Linked DNA regions of Zea mays: region 2 is linked to region 1. The links are chromatin contacts, called in public Hi-C maps. All regions are on one chromosome and are shown on one strand. The core of a region is the stretch at or near the end of the contact, and the rest is flanking DNA. Distances in the headings are between cores, read along the strand shown.

Region 1 (2,709 bases), core at 189-2,688:
CATGTCACTGGGTCCAGCCAAGAAAACATTACGTGGCAGTATATCCTATATTAAAACGTCATATTTACAAGATTGGAGGCAGCACAAGAGAACTTGCTAATTAGGCAGAAAAGCAATTAGTTAGATTAGACATTAGAGATGCGACAACACGCAGATAAACGAAACTGTAGAATGCAAACGAGGAATTCTGAATTCCTCGCAAACACCTACTCCTGTATACCTAAATTGCAATACTATACAATGTACAGTATGTACACAGCTACATATATACCAACATATACGAACAATCACATGTAAACTTCTTGTCCAATTTGTCGTAGTATATGTGTACCCGCCTACACAAATCGCATGGCAGGTGGTTAGCCACCGACTGCAGAGCACGATTCCGAGCCGAATCCTGAAAGGAAGGCTCACATTTCCCCTGCTTTCTCTGACTTCACACCTTGTCTTTTTGACTCGGCTCGCAGGAGATCTCCAAGTCAAATGTCTGAAATTTCAAATCCCGATTTCAAACCTGAAGTCTCACTGTTTGGAACGGGTCCTCCACGGCGCGTCGTGGTCGTGGCTCACCGGCTCACAACGGGTGTGGGCTCCTGCTGAGCCCGTGCACGCTGGCGAACAGCCCCACGAGGTCCTGCCGGTACGGCAGGAACGTGCGCCGGCCGCCGGTGGAGGCCTTGGCGCCGCCGCCGCCATATGACAACCGGCGGCCCGCGGAGACCGTGTCTAGCTCGGTTGCGGCGGCTTTGCTTCCTTTGGGCGGCAGCTTGGCCTTGGCCTTGGAGGCGGGGGCGTGCTCCCTGTCCCTGGCCGGGGACGGCGGCGCCGAGAGGAAGAGGAACTTGTCCTTGCCGTCGCTGCGGCTGCGGCCGACGACGAGCTCACCGATGCGGCGCCACCGCGCGATGGAGCCCGTGGACCCGCTCTTCCGCGGCGGCCGCGAGGGCGAGGACGCCGGCGACGACCCGGGCGTCCAGACGCAGTAGCTGTCCGGCGACGCGCCGACGCCGTCGAGGTCCGCGCCCGTGCCCGCCGCCGTCGACGCCGATGATGATGAGGAGGAGGAGGACGTGGACGCGACGGACGAGGTCCGCGCCTGCTCCAGCTGGAACAGCCGCCCTAGTGGCGCCCTCGGTGCCGGCGCTGCGGCCTCGTCCAGCACTCGGCCAAACACCGGGTAGAACGCCCGGGCGTGGCCGCCCGCGAAGAGCTCGTCGGCAGACGCGGCGCCGCCAACGCCCGCCGCGGACTCCCGGCTCACGGAGGGGAACTCGAACTCGCCGTCCGAGTCCTCACCGCCGGAAACCACGTCGTCCTCCGTCCTGACGACGGTGGGTTCCTGGCGGCGGACAACCGGCATGTCTCGCATGTTTCTGCTGCTCGCTTTGTTTGCGATCGGGTGCGTTCGGCGTGGGGAGGGAAAAGGGGAACAACTGCTAGTCGGTTAGCGAGATGGGAACGGCGTTTATATAGGGGAACCGGGTAGCGAGGCGACCTTCTAGAAGGGCTCTGACTCGCGGCGCCCGTCTGGCGTCTGGCGTCTGGGGCGTCTGGCGTCTGGCGTCTGCTCTGTTTTTTAGCTTGGGCTGGGGAATTTGGGAGAAACGCGCACGCCCTCGTGGCTCGGGTGCGCTACACGTCAGTCGTGATGCACGCGGACGCGGGGTTCGTTTATCTCTTGCGCTAGGCTGCCCGCTGGTTGCGTTCCGTGTGCGTGTACCGAGTTCTTGCTACTTTTTCCTGGGTTTACACATGATTTTGGGAGATCTCTCGAAAGGTCCTCTGTCCGTGGGATTTGCCGAGATCGTGCTTGCTTGCTTGAGAAACAAGCGACTGTTATTGTTAATCCGGTCAGCTGTAGATTGGCCGCCGAGTCGGCTGGCTCCAATAAACTTTACGTAAACGTGGTGTCATTTTTTTTTTGTTGTAAAGCCGATGAAAGGAACTGAGAAGGCTCATCGATGATTGATAAGGGTAAAACATATCATTGGGTACTCTTTCCAAAACAGGGATGGGGTGTGTTTGTGGTTGCACGATCTATGTAAGTCAATAGTTGGAACATTATTATTCCAATATCCACACGTGTTTGTTAAAATTGGACGGACGAGAGTTGACGTCGGAGAACGTAGCAATCTACGACTACCTTCAACTAGCCTACAACCAAACACAAGGGATGGCAACAGGGCAGAAGAGATCGTCTCGTTCCCCAAAATTTATTCTGTCTCTACCTCGTTTAACTTAACGAGCACAAACTTATCTCCATCTCCACCCTCGTGGATCCTTGTTCCCTATTTCGGGGCCTCTTAGAAAATACTATAATAAAAAATATTCACGACAAGATAACAATTATAAATATATAAATTATGAAAGACACAAGACAAAAATAAATCTAAAACAAGTAACAACCTTATAATACAAATCAAAACTCACAAGTCACAATTACTTTAACTTAATAATAATAATAATAATATACTCTCTCAAATCATAAATTACACAAATACACATTAGAGTTTTTTATCCGATCCCCAACAAAACTTTACGGACATAGTTTCTTCCCTATCTCTGCCCTACTAATTTTTTAGGCCTATCTTGTTGACCTAGTGAGGGAGAAATCTTCCTTGTAGCCATCCTAAATCGTCCGCGATGGCACAGATGGTCGTCTTCTTCGCAGCAAATGTGATATCCTGGCCTTGGGGATGGTGATATTCT
Region 2 (2,700 bases), core at 146-2,645, 170 kb after region 1:
TCAAAAAAAATTGTAGGAATTTACCTCGTTTTTGTATAGGCCAGTGATTCTTCGAAGCGTCGCCAAGGTTCCGAAGATGTCATTTGATTACAACACAAATAGTCTGAAAAAGTTTTTCACGTTTAGCTATTATGCTTAGTATCGACAACCTGTCGATCCATATGCAAATAGAGGTCACTAAGTTGTTTTAAACTGAGTGATAGTGACCAATTAGCTCATGCTCATTCTCCTTACATTGCTGCAAGACAGAATATATATATATATATATATATATATATATATATATTAGTGATGCAAAACAGAATATATAAAATTTCAGCATTTAAGTAATATTTGTGTTATCCGCTAGGTTGGCAGTAAGGAATAAGCTGAACTTTTAGGTAATATTAGATGTGCAGTTAATGTAAACTTTGCAAGACATTTACCTGTAGATCAAGTTGAAGTTGATGGATATAAAAGATGTCTTTCTTAGCGTGAAAGTTGTATGCCAAAACGTAGAATCTGTAGGCTTCTTCGGCGGGAAGTAATCACCAACAATGTTTTCCTGTTTAGTGGCTCAAATTGAATATATATGACAATATATGACAAAAGGGGGCTAGGATAATTCAGGTATATTGAAAGGGGTACTTACAATTACAAATGTGGCACATTCTTCTGATTAAACTCGTATTCTGTTAGAGTAACATTGGTCACCTGCAAACAACCAATAAATGTGTGATTTCTCTTAATTTAGTATAGGGGCAGTGGCCGGTCAAGAAACTGGTAGTAAGAACAGCAATGCACTTCATTTGCCTTCCTCAACATGTGCGGTACGACCAACTCTGTGAATATATCCTGAAAGTGAATTTGCAAACAATAATTATAGCAAGCAACATGTAGAAAATTTCACAGGCTGTGTTTAGAATCGCCAACCTTTGGTTCATCTCAATGGTCATATTGCAAAATTTCTATATTATAATACTAAAGAAGGGATCGGATACTACTAATTGTAGCCAACGCGGTCAGTTGCCCAGCAGAATCCAGGAAAAAAACAAGACGCGTCAGTTGGAATCTTGATGTGCACGCACAGAAACCTCCCAAATCTAGGCATCGATAGATGATAACACACTGCGCAGGGAGGAGCGGAGCGTGCTGGCGGTGCTCGGCCGCGCAAGCCTCTTCGCGATGGCACAGTTCCCCACGGCGTCGTCGCCCGTGGTCCGGGAGAAGGTTGCCATGGCCGTGTGCCAGGGAGAGAGAGGGGAGGGAGGGCGGGCTCACCTGACGGCACGACATCATTTGCGGGGGAGCAGGGGAAGGGGGCTGAGGATCTTGGCAGTGTGGAGCCGTGCCTCTTTGTGATGGCGCAGCTCCCCACGACATCGTCACCCATGGTCTGGGAGAAGGCCGCCAGGGGGGCACCTGGTGGCGCGACGTCGTTTGAGGCAGAGCAGAGGAGTCATCTGGAAGCGTCATGTACAATGGAGACCGGGTCGCTCCGCGACGGCGATGCCGTCAGTTTTGGGATCGAAATGCCAGAAAAAAAAGATATTTACGTGGAGAGCTTTGATGCGTCTGTTGGAAGTTTCTAAAGGCAGAAGTAGCAGGGGGACACACGTGAGACATTGATTCGTGATCAAGCGTATAGGAGAAATTCCGATGACATGGATAGCCTTAGCTGCCACGGTTTGAACCGGCTTTGTAATATAGAAATTATTTATGGGTTTCCTCAATATATCATCAGACACATAAATCATATAGTTTCATCCGTTATAGACATGATGATATAATAACAGAAAGTCAAAACTGAGAGTGTCAAAATAGTAAATTTCTCGAGAGAAAAAAAGAAGAAAGAGAATAACGTTTGAGATCTTGATTGATTTTGTGGGAGGCGATATTTGCAAAAGTAACGTGAGCCAAAGCAGGGCGAGCCAATTATTTTGGCTTCAGCATTCAATAAAGGGAGAGAAGTGCTTTTTAGTAAAAGCTATTTCCTACGACTTATGAGAAAAAACGTGAAGCTAGTGCTAAGAAGCCCTGTCAAAGGGGCTCTAAGAACATGGACAATTTGGCAAGCGAATACAAATAAGTAGGGCGAACTGATCCAATACTCTTTTTTTTAAAAAAAAAGTGCACGGATCTTAAAGCAGCACATCTAATTGATTAAATATTTTATTAATTATTTTTCACATGGGTCGTGCATTGGTCCGTCCGTCCAAGCCCAGCCCATGAAAAGCGTTCTTTTTTTACCTCGTGGCATATCAATACCACTCAACAGACGAAGGTGCTGGGCGATCAGAATATCAGGGTTTTTGCTGATTAATTGATTATTACCATAGCCAGTAACATAGCATTGATGTAAGAACTGGAACAAGTTTAGTAAGGAAAATTTCCCAAACGTGAATTGATGTAATCATCTCAGTATTGGTACTGAAAAACAACTTCTCTCATTCAAAACAGATTATTCAGACAGTTACCGAGCTTGTCAAAGCTATGATAAAATGGTGTAATCGCACAAAAAGGAAACTGCATGATGCTGGTGTGAAGAAACCCAGACAAAGGGATTTCGGTACATATCATGCTTAACCTGAATAAACTCAGAAAAAGGGGCATTTCATCATGAGAGGGCTTTCAGCACCTCAGCAGTCACTTCCTTTGGTGGTTTCTCCGCAGGCAGATTTACCACCAAGCCCTTCTTAGAGTAATAATCAATCACCTGGG

What was found. Hi-C and Micro-C count contacts between places; a contact is called where the count stands out from the background.
Region 2: a Hi-C map of endosperm shows a contact between it and region 1, with 2.1 times the contacts expected there. The contact joins the enhancer-like site here to the promoter of LOC100276388 in region 1. A contact is called at or near these places in 3 of 25 Hi-C or Micro-C datasets (endosperm, leaf and tassel).

The regions. Positions count from the first base shown.
Region 1 is chr3:220,999,220-221,001,928 of Zm-B73-REFERENCE-NAM-5.0, forward strand. It overlaps LOC100276388, which reads right to left and starts at 1,439. Exons shown (of 1, transcript NM_001150193.2): 1 at 101-1,439. The coding sequence starts at 1,369. The coding sequence ends at 575.
Region 2 is chr3:221,169,771-221,172,470 of Zm-B73-REFERENCE-NAM-5.0, forward strand. It overlaps LOC100502254, which reads right to left. Exons shown (of 6, transcript NM_001366996.1): 6 at 2,361-2,695. The coding sequence ends at 2,597. Among protein-coding and RNA genes, the nearest start is that of LOC100502254, 10 kb to the right of the region's middle. Within about 2 kb of position 1,396, at least 6 of the 20 cell types and tissues checked have an H3K27ac peak or open chromatin away from gene starts, as enhancers often do. A contact at or near this core is called in endosperm and tassel, where this site is marked.